2 separate regions of the Mus musculus genome follow, and region 1 is linked to region 2. A link is a contact called in public Hi-C data. All regions are on one chromosome and are shown on one strand. Each heading gives the region's core, a stretch centred on a gene start, on an enhancer-like site or on the middle of the called end of the contact. The rest is flanking DNA. Distances are from core to core; before and after follow the strand shown. Region 1 holds the start of Gfra1 (glial cell line derived neurotrophic factor family receptor alpha 1). Region 2 overlaps Gfra1 (glial cell line derived neurotrophic factor family receptor alpha 1).

Region 1 (6,432 bases), core at 260-2,759, 40 kb after region 2:
GCGGGTGCGCAGAGACGTTTTTCCCTTAAAAGTTTTCCATTCCAAGTTTGCTCTCTTCCGACCCCAGCGGTATTTGACCACACTCCACCTGCCGGAGCGTCTCAGGGAGCTCCGACTTCCAAAGGGGAGTAACGCCCTGGGATGGAAGCCTACGACCCCTCAATTTTCCACCAGGCTGGGTTATTAGTTTTTGTTTTGTTTTGTTTCTCACCCCCTTTAAACACGGCAAAATAAAATCAACCGCTCAAAGACGCGCCAGCACTGCTTCCCAATCCCAGAGATTCTTGAACCTCTTCACCCCCTAGCGAAACTTCTTCCACCCACACTCAAGGCACCCACCCGCAATTCTGGAGTGGCTGCCGCAAGGGACCCCCCAATGAAAGACTCTGGATGAGAAAGCCAGCAGCGGTCTCGACTTACCCAGGAGTGGCAGCACGAAGTACAGAGTGGCTAGGAACATGGTGCCGCCGCGCAGCTGGTCCCCGCCCCCCCAAAATCCAAAGCCGCCACCGGATCTCGCGGAGAGAGCTCAGCGTGCAGAGATCCCCGGGCGACTGCGCTCCTCTGGCCACTCAAAGTTAAGCTCCATCCAGGGTGAGAGCAGACTCCCCGTTGCTCTGCCGCCCACCGCCGCCAGGGACTCAGCTCCGAGCGGGCGCGAGGGCGGGAGGCGGACCCGCTTTTAGGGGTTCAGTTCCGACCCAACCTGGAAGGAAGAGCGCGCTTTGAAATGAGAGCCCAGAGTGCTGAAGCCTCCAGCTCCCGCCCCTCTCCCCTCCCCCGCTCCCGCCTCGGGGGACTTCTCAACGCTACCCCCACTCGGGTCCGAGAGCAGGAGGTGCGAATTCATCTATTACGGGCACGAGGAAGCTCCGGAACCCGGGTTCTGGAGCTGGTAAGGTCCGCTAGGGCTCCCAACGTTCAAAGCTGGAGGATATCGCGCACAACCCAAGAGGCTGAACGCAAGCAAATAAATAACCATTACTTTCAGAGCAAGCGCCGGAAGCTAGCTGGCGCTGCCCGGAGTCGGAGCCTCGGTGGCGAAGGCTTCTTAGCCAACCCCGCTGGACCAAGACCCTGCTCCGGCTCCGGGAAGTTGGCCGCCCTCCCTGGCTCTCGCCCGACCACTCACTTGCTGGCTCGATCACTAGCGTTCTAGCTCTTCTGTCCCCGGCCACCGATCGCTACCCCAGTCACCGTCATCCCCTCCCCTGGACGAGCCTCTCTTCCCAGGCAGTCCGGCAAGAGGAAACTGACATCCCGCATCCCGCCTGGTACTGAAACCTGGCTTCTCCGCCCCTACTCCTACCTGCCGCTCATCCTGGGCTCCTTCCTAGACTTCAGTGCTTCACACGCACTTGCCTAGCGCCCGAACTCCTGTGCATCCACACCACTGCCCCGTGAGAGCGAGCTAGTCCACAGCATCTGCACACCCCAGCAGGTGCAGCCCCGCACCACTAGCGCCCCCCTGGCCCCAAAGTTGGAGGACGCCAGCAAAATGGAAAGGGATGGCTGGAGGGGAGGTGGCGATGGGTTCTCAAGTGGAATGAGAAAACTCTAAATGCCACGAACCTGAACCCAATTGACCGGTGTCCAGCTGCAGCGAGTAGCCAGTGTTTGTTTATTTATTCTTTGGGGTGTCCCCGCCTCCTCTTTCTCTTTCCGGCCTCACTTTCTCTGTGCTAGGTAAAAAAACGATGCCACAATCTGCTACAGCTCGGAGGACAGAGTTGGCCAGGACGATTTCCGAGCAGACCTCCCCGCCCCGGCTCGATGCCCGGTAGGGATGTCAGCGGTTATTGGAAGCGGTGGGAGGATAGCATGCCCAGATTGGTTTTGGCTAAAGGCCCCTCAGGCTGCTTCTGCTCCTGCCTCCGGGCAGCGCAGGGCCGGCTCTTCTGTGAAGCGCAGTTCCTCCGTCCGCCACAGCAGACTTACAGGCTGGCTGGCGGTGGGACCCAAGGCCAACAGGCAAGCAGGCTCAGGACCCGCAGCGCTACGCCGCCGCCGTCGCGGAGACTGCGCACCCCCACCCCCTTCAGTGCACAAGGGCTCTTTCTTTAGTGCAACACAGCAACCCATCCAGACCCTTTTGAACACAAAGTTGTTTTTTTTTCTCCACGTCATTCGCGGCTGTGACTCAAGACTTGGCAAGATTCAGACTCACTCAGACCTAAGCCCTGAGCGGCGATCCGGGATGCACCCACCCATTGATAAAATGCTTGTGCGAGCTCATGCACCTCTCTCCTCCTGGTATGACAGCGAGACAAAGCAAAGTCCACCCCAGCCCACTGCACTGAAGTCTGATCAGACCCAGCTTTAGGTAATTTTATAAGATGATTTCCATCTTTACTGTTTCAAGAGTAAATTTTTTTTCAAAAACATTTTATAAACAGAACACATCCACAGCCCTTCACCCCAACTTCAAGGATCGCTCCAGCGATGCTGCTGAACCCCGCTCTCCGTGACACCCGCTGTCCTTTAGGGGTCCAGAGATCTGTCTAGAGTATGTCCGTAGTAGTGTTTGACCGACCAGCTCGCTGCTTGGGGCTTGTGTCAGAGATCTTTTCTATGTCCAAGTTCATCATCTCTCAGGAAAACAGAGTTTGAATCGAATCTATGAGCCCAGCTGTCAAATCTGCAAACCCATCACCACAGACAATGGGCCGCCAAGGAGAACAAAAAAAGAGACGCTCTTTTTTTGATCCAGAGTGTTAATTGAAAAGGGCAAAGGCTTTAGTTTAAGGCGTAAGGGCCGGGAGAAGAGGAGGAGGGATGGGTAGCCCTCCATTCAAGTACACATCAGCCAGGCGTGCCCTTCAGCTGTGGCGGCTGTAGCATTGTTTGGAGTCCTCAAAGAGTCTGTGCCTCTGTGAGCAACCTGAACCCAGGGGACATCCCGCCAGTGCTAGCTCCTCCTTTGCCTTGCACGTGTTCCTCAGGGGCAGGTATGAAGTGTCTGAAGCCTTCGCCAGGAACCCCTCCCCCGGTGTCACATTCAATCACACCAGACTTACACAGATTTCCAGTTCAGTGTATCAGTTTACACTCCGTCGTTGAGTAAACAAAGAAAGCATATGTCACATTTTTTTTGCGACAGATGGTTCGATCCAAGGGCTACTTAAGTTCTTTCTCTAGCGATAGTCAGAAGTCTACAGGGTGGAACTACTGTGGGAGATGGAATTGAGTCTTCCAATCAGTGTCTCTGCGTACAGAAGCAGATTTCCATATTTTCACACCAAGGCAAAAATCTCCAGGAAGTGGATGTTAATGAGAAGACTTAGCTGAAGACTCCCATTGATGCTGAAAACATAAAACCCCCCTCCGTTGTCCTATTTCATAAGTGAGTGGGAATATTTTTCTCTGTCAATTCAGTGCTTTTCTTTGGGGACCACTTTGGGTGGTTGAAGAATAGTTAAGTTTCATTTAAGACACTAGCTAAGTCTATTCCAAATATTTTTTTGTTGGGAAAACACTTGGTTATTCTACTTAATCCTAGGGAGTTAGTTAAAATCTACTTTTAACAGAAAAGGAAAGACTGGTCTAAAGTTCTCTAAATGTGGAATAAAGGACTCTTTCGAAAATAGTTATGGCTTCAAGAATATTACATACCCCTTCTTCACTCTAGCCTTCAATATATGATAAATATATAAATATTTACATAATATATAATAAATATAGATATGGTGAAATTAGACCTTTGGGGTTTGGTTTGGTTTTGAGGGGTTATTAATTTTATTTTTATTTTTGTGTGTGTCCCAGTCCATGAAGGTCAGAGAGAACATCAAATCCCCTGGAGCTAGAAAGTGACAGGTTGTTTTCAGGCTCAACATGGGTGCTGGGAACCAGACTCAGGTCTTCTACAAGAGCAGTAAATAGTCTTAAGTCTTGAGCCATGCCCCCATCTTTGTTTAAAATAATTAATAATAAGGACAATAATAATAAATGCCCACTGTTTGCTACAACTGTGTTGACCAACACCAAAACTACCAGCCTCAGTGTCACTGCCATGAATTTAATTAAAATTAAGTACCAGGTAAGTGTGGTTAGTTCTCAGTGGCACCAACCAATGACTATACATGACCATGGTTACCATATCTGATAAGGCTTACAAAACTCTTCCATAATCACAGAAAGATCAAGAGGACAGCCCTACCCTCTAATGTTGCTGTTAAATTAATAGGCACAGTTTCTATATAGAATAACAGATCATTGTAGGCATCCAGTGAGTGCTTTATTAAGCAATGGCACAATGGGGATTGTGGGGCCATTGGGGGTGGTGAAGGTGATGGAATGTGAGGGAGGTGATGATGGTGGTGATTGGTGGTTGAGTGTGGTGATGGTGGAGGTGGTGATGATGATGGTGGTGATGGTGATGATGTTGATGGTGATGGTGGTGTTTTGTTTTCCTTCCGTGGAAGGAGAAGAACTCTACAATGACACAGCCCATTGAACGTCTGCTCTGTACACAGGATGTGATCAGTGGTAGTAAAGCAAAGGAGAAGAGAAACGGCCATGTCAAATTTCATCCTGTGAGAAGAGCTGTAAACAAAAAGATGTAGTTCATACTCTAGCTTATGACTTCTCAAGGCAGGACCCCATAAGGAAAACCATTGCCTCACGGTCTGCTACCATAAAGGTGAGAGAAATGCACAGCCAGAAAGCCTTAGGAATATGGAAAATAGAAAGTGTGACATGTTCTATTAATTCTGCATCCTCAGAGCTTGTCTTTCCCATGAGCACGGATGTGTCTCAGGACGAAAGGTGACATTGAAATATCAAATATTAATCATTATAAAGGTTCGTGTAATCCTCAGTGGAAAATTGGTTTTAATGCTACAAAATTAGGTTCAATCCACCCGTGAGCATGTGAAGTGAGCAATCTTCTTGTATCTCTTGATGTGAGCGTATTTCCATAAGTTAACAGATGAGTCACGATGAAAGTGACAGTTTTATCTCATGTGACATTTTGTGTCTTACTCTCTTTGCCTTTGTCCCGTGGAATATAACGTAAAGCATATTCTTTCCCTAAAGTTGTACTGCTCAAAAGTCATTCAAACTACATCATCACTTGACATTAGCCAGTTGACAGGCTTACCTCAATAACTACATAAAACCCCTCACTGAATGTATTTATCTGTTCCTTCCATGTTACTCTGATTTTTCTTGACTGTTCTCTTCCATTTGCCCATGAAATCCTACATCTTAATACCTTGAGGTCCAGCTTAGCTGAGTAGATCACTTAGTCATAGCAAAGACTCCTTGCATGAGCTAACCATTCCGTGTGTTCCTTCCACAGCCCCATCAGAAGCTCTGCTACATCTGTGGTGACCGTTGTTTCAGGCACTCTATCTGCCTCCTTGACTGGACTGTGAGCTCGTTGAAGGCAAGGGAATGTTCTAGAACTTAGGTCTGCATCCCCAGCATTTAGACTTATGACTGACACACACTCAATCCCAAAGAATGCGTATTGATTGCATGAATAATGCGTAGTGCTGGTCCTCATTTTCCTCTGACACCATAATTTTACAGAAAGATTTATATGAAAATCCCTTTACTGTATGAACAATACTAAATGTAAGTACCTCGTATGATTACTGGTATTACAGTTCCAATAATAGTATCAGATATGTATTATTCCTTTGGGGATTTGACATTTAAATTTTTTTAAACAAAAACCATTATTATAATAGAATGCTCTTTTTCTGCCTCACTTTAATAGTAAAATATGACATATTTCATTTCTGGGAAATGATAGCTTGCCTTAGGTCATATTTTAAGGCATAAAGCCAGAAGCAGAGTAACACAGTCCCACCTGATGTTCTGAAACCATCTAGAAATGTACCTCTCTCTGGGAAAAGGGCCAGATCACAACCACCCTGGAGCCTGCCTTCGTCTTCAGAGGCAAAATTTTAAAAGCCAAATTGGCTCAGAATTATTTTTAAAGAAACAACCCCATGAACACAATTGCAAGCCCTCTCGCCGTCTTTTGGGGAAACCGATAAAAATGAATGCTGACCATCTAAACCGGAAAGCTGGCGAAGGCTCGCCGCGCCGACAAAACTCTCACCTCCTAAACTGCACTTTGACCCTTGGCCTTTTGTGGTCCAGGAAGAGACAGTTGCTCTCAGAGCACAGAGCCCTTTCCAGGAGGAATAGACGAAGATGTATCTTTTGAACATTATTTGCAAATGGAAGTTTCTTATAGGCCGTGAGGGTGCCTGACCCCTTCGAACCTGCCTTAAGATATCTTCCTTCCTCCTCTCTGTTCAGGTAATTTTCATTTCTTAGTACTCATAAGTCAGTGGCCAGGGTTTTAATGCATTTATGGAAGAATATTCTTGAGAGTTGAAGTCATTTGTGCTTTGGCCTTCTGCCACAAAATGCATAAGGTGCGCAGTCCTGATGAAACAAAGTGCCTGTCACGCCTTA
Region 2 (5,979 bases), core at 1,879-4,378:
CTCCCCAAGTTACCCTGCCCCCTCTCTATCTCATCTTCTTACACACAGAGAGATGTTTTAATATGAGATGAGTATTTTATCAAAGCCATCGCAAGCAGAGAGTCACAGCAATGAATGGTAGCTGCAGCGGCTGGTACAGTAAGTGACACAGGATAGACACACAGTAAAGGAGAAAAGAAATACAGACTGTCCCTGGCTGGATAGAGCATCGCTGTGTGTCTGGAGCCCAGAAAAATGGACAGGAAGCTGGCAACGGGCAGGACCATGGCAGACTACAAATCAAGAGAGACTTCACGGTGATGTTCAGGACTGGTTGGATTCTTCTTTTAAAACAATACCCAAAAAAAAAAAAAAAAAAAAAAAAAAACCAAAGCACTCATATATACATTTAAAATTTGTTGAATGAGAGCTGAAGTAAAACATTAACAGTTCACCTGAAATCTGATTTTTAAATCAAGAATGAGCCCAGACAAGGGCAGGTGGACCCTTGGGAAGGTACCCACCAAGCCCAGCCTGTGTCCTCCTGATTCTGCTGAAGAGCCAGCAAGGTCTGTCAGCCTACATTTCAAGTCCCAGAATTCTCATTTGTTTTGTGACATGAATTAAGTCAAACTCTGTGAGCTCGGCATCTTCACACCTTAGATTGTAAATAGTAAAATGTTGTGAGCCAAGCCACGGCCTTGTTACAACATCTTACCTCTCAGTCATAAATTCACTACAGCGTCACATCATCTAAGGCATGGAGATACGTCTTCCTCCAATGATTTGGACTCACTGTGGATTCAGATTGTATAATTGATTTGATAGAAAGCATCTTATTAATGTAAGTGTTAGGTAAATGCAGGGTGGAGCTCTCACAACCACAATCCCATGGTGCTTTCCTCTCCGGCTTCTGATGAGCACCCTCTTTCTCCTTTCCCACACTCTAAACCCTTTCCTTTCTCTTTCCTCTTACCTGAAAACATCAGCCAGCCCTTTCCCAACTCACCTGCTTAGTGAAGAAAAATAATCTGTCGTAATGTACCCATAGATTTAAATTCTAACTACAGTATAAAAGCTAATGCCCTGTGACAGCCATTACTTAAAAGTTCCACATCTAAATCAAGACCTCTGCACACAGGCTTACTGAAAACTAATTCTACCGTAGGGCTGTGAATCAACTACACTTCCTCTGCCAACAGGGCTGAGTACAAAGTTTTCCTCACAAAAATGAGCTTGACCACAGTAGAAGAGAGATGTTATCACTGGGATCAAACTGGCAGCCTCAAGTGGAGGGGCCAAAGAAGATGGAAGGAGGGGAGGGGAAGGGAGGGGAGGGGACGGGGGAGGGGAGGGGAGAGGAGAGGAGAGGAGAGGAGAGGAGAGGAGAGGAGAGGAGAGGAGAGGAGAGGAGAGGAGAGGAGAGGAGAGGAGAGGAGAGGAGAGGCTGATCTCCTTCCAGACTGATTCTCTCTTCTTTCTAGCAAAGATCTTGACCGTTACTACTTGTGAGAGTTTCCGGTAAAGAGGAAGATTCCCCCCTTGAGGTCAAACGGTCCCAACCAGAGTGGCTAGACTCCAGATTGTACTAAAATAAACAAGTTAAAAATTAAACATACTCCACGATGTTCAGAAATAATGTGAGCAAAACGTGCCGGTGACTCCACCCCCTCTCCTCGAGAGAGTGCCTGTGGAGTGAGGAGCTGGCAGACCTCCAAGAACTTGTCTTAAATGGCCGCTGGGTGATTTAGGGAGATGAGAACTTTACTGCTTTAAACCCACCCCATTTGGATGGATCCATTTATTGTAAATATCAAGGCATTGTGTTGAAGTTTTCAAAGCCCAAATAAAACTTAAGTTCTCTGACAGTTTTTTCAAACCTTCGGAGATACTTAAGTGATTCTAAATTTAAAAAAAAAGAAAAAGGAAAACTAAGGAAAAAACACCAAAACAATCCAGTGTTTAATGATGATAAAGGACTTGTCTACACTCACACACACACACACACACACACACACACACATATATATATTCTCCGCAACAATAATCTATTACAGGGTAATTAAACAGCACATTCAGCATAGGTAGGAAGAAAGGGGGAACTGCATATTACTTGGACAATTTGTTCTGAAATTTCCTCAAGTTGAACATATTTTAATCATTAACCTTCCTCAAAGGTGTTAAAAGGGATCAAGAGGACTCTGTGAGGCCAGGGCTTCAAAACCTCAGATCTTCCCAGGGTCCCACCTCAGCGTTGGCCCCAGCTCCCACAAACCCCATGCCATCACTGTTGGAAGCCCCTTCAAGGGATCCAACTAGCATCTTTGACCTTTAATTAAGTAAACTTTGTTAGTTCAGGCCAAAGATAATTTTTGTTTGGTTGGCTGGTTTGATTTTTTGAGACAGGGTTTCTCTGTGTAGCCCTGGATGTCCTAGAACTTGTTCTATAGACCAGGCTGTCCTCAAACTCCAAGAGATCCGCCTGCCTCTGCCTCCCAAGTGCTGAGAGTTAAGGCATGTGGTACCACCACTGTCCATCAAGACTAAGTTATTCTAAGTTAATGTCTGAATCAAGACTCTAGCCACCTTCAGATCAGATCTTTCCTATTATAAAACACAGTGTGTGTGTGTGTGTGTGTGTGTGTGTGTGTCCCGTGTCTGCAGCCCCTGTCCCAGGGTTAGGATTATAGACACAGGCTGTTGTGTCCAACTTCTATAGTAGTGCCAAGGATCTGAACTCAAGTCCTCACACCTCAGTAAGTGTGGCACACACTCTACTGATGTAGCCATGTTCCCTATCCAGCATGGAGGAGTGGCAGCCCCTTAAAATGGAAAAATTCCCTGCCTAAGGTTTCCCCAAGACTAGCTCAGAATAGCTTAGATCAGAACAGTTAATATACTTCCTCCATGCGGACACTACAGGCAAACACTGTACCAACTAGGCCAGGTCCCACCCAGACATTGGGGCTCTTGCTGTAAGTGCCCCCAGATCACTGTTCTGTCCTGGGATATACACATGTTTAGACCAGGAGCTCTCCAGAGGCAAAGCCTCCATCCCCTTTACTACCTGTTACCAACTCATCCACAGCTGTCATTCACTGCTTGCTCTCTATCTGCCAACACCACCCTCTTCCAGGGCATCTGTTCTGCCCAGTCAGCTTCCTCTCTCAAACCAGAGCAGTCTCAACCCACTGCCTTGTTTCTTTTAATACACACACTTGGTTTTGGTTTCTCAATTTTCCCCAACATAAATTATGTATGAAGTACCAATAATACAAAAAAAAAGAAAAAAAAAAAGAACAGAGGTGAAGGGTCTTCTCCTTAGACCACAGCACACACGTGTGGCTTTGAGGAAGAATCAGACATTCACCAAAACTGGCATCCCTTCCCGTGGAAGCCAAAAAAACAACAGTCCCCTGACTATGTGGCTGGGTATGTGGCTTCGTTGTCTCTTTCCCTGGCTCTTGGATGGAAGAGTATCTTTTGTTACCCCTTCTGGGAAGAAGGCAGACTCCTTTCCCCACGATGATTGACACAGACACCTGTGCTAAGCTGGAACACAGATGATCAATCCAGCTGGAGTTTTTTCTCCTCACTTCTCCAGGAAAGTGTTGACAGCCAGCTTGCCGCTGTGTTTCCTTCAGGAAAGAGATTTCATCTGTGGGAACCCAACCTGGTCTTGTTGGTTCAGATGAAACCTAAGCTTATCTAGACAGCTTCTCAGAGGCCCACTAACATGAAGAGATGGGCTCCCAGTGGGCACCAGAACCTGCTATCCTAAAGTATAACAAGTGTGTCTTACCTGGAACAGGAGGTCTCTGTATATAAAATCAATGGTGCTTGGAGAAGACCCTCAGTAAAAAGAGGCCCATTTTTTAACTCAGTTGAGAAGGAAAGAGAAAAGAGAGAGAGAGAGAGAGAGAGAGAGAGAGAGAGAGAGAGAGGAAGGAAGGGAAAGAGAGAGAAAGAAAGAAGAAATATCCATCCTTCAGGTAGCTCCTTATAAACAACTCAAAATAGCTTCAGGAAGTCCCTGAAACTGACTAGATTTAATAGGCCCTTCCCTGCCAGAGTAAGTAAAGAAAGCTGCAAAGACTCTTGAGACTAGACCAGCTGTCTGGAAGAAGCAGAAACTAACTGACCTGCCTGGATGAGGTTTAGAGCAATTGCCTTCTGGAAAGGCTGAACACCTGACTCTGGGGAAAGGCTGCTCTCGACCAACTGAGCTGCCCGCAGGCTGTGCAGCGTGCTCCAGGTTCCCAGATTTCTGAGCTGTCGCCCATGCTGGAATGGTTCTTGGTGATGCATCTGTCTGTGAGTCCTGTATCTCCAATAAAATTAATGGTTCACCAAGTTGGACATTGGTGGTTTTCACACTTTTGTCTGTTGTGGGATCCCTATCTAGGGTGCGTAGATGTGTGTTGTGTGTCCCCAGGAAAAGTTTGTCATGTAATACCTGCTAACTCCATCACATCCTCAGGATGCTTGTCAGTTCCAGGCAATGCATGCAGCCTCTTCAGAACCCTGCTACTGTAAAAATCGCAATATAAATTATATTACACACACTATTAATTACTTTTCTGTTTTGATAAACCACCATGACCAGGACAACTTAGAGAAGAAAGAGCTTAATTGGGCTCATGGTTCCACAGAAGGGAAGCATGGTGCCACACAACAGACATGACATCTTCAAATTCAAAAGCAGCAAGAACACACTAGACATGGGGCGAGACCAGTGTGGAAACACCCCAAGCCTGTCCTGGTGTCACACTCCCTCCAGCAAAGCCACAATCCTAAACCTTCCCAAACACGTCACCAACTAGTGACTAGATGTTCAAATATCTGAGCCATGGGGTACACTCTCATTCTAACCATTATATATACATATATATACGCACATACAAAATTGTATTCCTAGTGCCCTCTGCCTTGATCCCAGGGGTAGAGCAAGAGCCTACACCACAAACTGGAGGGAGAGATAGGAAATTCAATACTTTGACACCAGATCACAGCAAGCAATAACAGAATGATACACCATGGCTGGTCAGCCAAATCAAAGAGGAAATATATGTTATTACAATGGTCACTGCAACTTGCCTCCAAACAGCCTGAGGATCTCCACGCTGTTAAATAACTTTTCCTGAACTGTCAGTTTTTCTACAGAAGAAATAAATCTTAAGAGTGTTCATTCTTTCTATAACAGTGAGTCAAATGATCTTGGCAATATTTGATCGACAACCTGAGTACATAGTTGAAATCTTGCACCCCTGAACTCAAACCACACCAACAACACCTCCTACCATCAGGAGAAGGTATGTCAGCAGTACCAGCCTCATCAACTGTCCTTACCCACAATGTGACAACCATCTCTCCAACCTGCTAGGAACTCTACTGTATAGTGTTTCCCCATCAAAGTCACTCACGGAAGCCATGGCTTCCAATGTGATGGCATTCAGAGGCTAAGCCTTTGGGGGTAGCTAGGTTTGGATAAGGTCATGAAGGAGGGCCCTCTTATCATGTGATTAGCAACACCCCTATTAACTAAAGCAGACAGATTTTTCTCTCCATTCCTTCATCTTACACAAAGAGGATATCACATGAGCATCCCACAAGATGGCAGCCACGTAAAATCAAGGGAAAGATGTTCTTCCAGCATCTTGGCCTCGGCCATCTCAAGCCTTTAGAACCCAGAAACACATTTCTTTCTTTGAAACCACACACCCCAGTTTACAATACTGTTAAGACAACTCGAGCAGGCCAAGAATTAGCCTATCTCTGGCACAGAGCAGTGTCCAAGTTTTTGTCAGGAGTCCGTGTCTTGGCTATGAGTGTGGGTGCCCCCAACCACCGAGGCCTAAGGTGCATGCCAGGGGCCGGTCCGTGCTCACAACTGGAAGGGCCACCTTTCCCTTCCAGTGGACCAAGTCTGTGCAAGTGGAGCCACTTCCTCACGTCCCTGGAGTCAAAATATTTGTCAAGAACCACAGAACAGGGAACAGG

Evidence for each region. Hi-C and Micro-C count contacts between places; a contact is called where the count stands out from the background.
Region 1: a contact with region 2 is called in a Hi-C map of muscle stem cells, with 1.8 times the contacts expected there. The contact joins the promoter of Gfra1 here to the enhancer-like site in region 2. A contact is called at or near these places in 4 of 39 promoter capture datasets (the 3T3-L1 cell line, frontonasal cranial neural crest, liver and 1 more), 1 of 15 datasets of contacts at CTCF or cohesin (the NIH/3T3 cell line), 4 of 484 Hi-C or Micro-C datasets (the C2C12 cell line, LSK cells, the N1E-115 cell line and 1 more), 3 of 115 datasets of contacts at active chromatin or transcription factors (double positive thymocytes, embryonic stem cells and pancreatic cancer cells) and 2 of 9 other capture datasets (adipose tissue and liver).

Annotation. Positions count from the first base shown.
Region 1 is chr19:58,453,889-58,460,320 of GRCm38.p6, forward strand. It overlaps Gfra1 (glial cell line derived neurotrophic factor family receptor alpha 1), which reads right to left and starts at 1,510. Exons shown (of 11, transcript NM_010279.3): 1 at 1,310-1,510; 2 at 421-706. The coding sequence starts at 460. Gm41876 (a long non-coding RNA gene) reads left to right here and starts at 2,261. Exons shown (of 3, transcript XR_877966.1): 1 at 2,261-2,323; 2 at 4,473-4,639; 3 at 5,300-5,704.
Region 2 is chr19:58,411,828-58,417,806 of GRCm38.p6, forward strand. All of the region lies in intron 4 of Gfra1 (glial cell line derived neurotrophic factor family receptor alpha 1), which reads right to left. Among named protein-coding and RNA genes, the nearest start is that of Gfra1, 41 kb to the right of the region's middle. Within about 2 kb of position 3,129, at least 12 of the 459 cell types and tissues checked have an H3K27ac peak or open chromatin away from gene starts, as enhancers often do. A contact at or near this core is called in muscle stem cells, where this site is marked.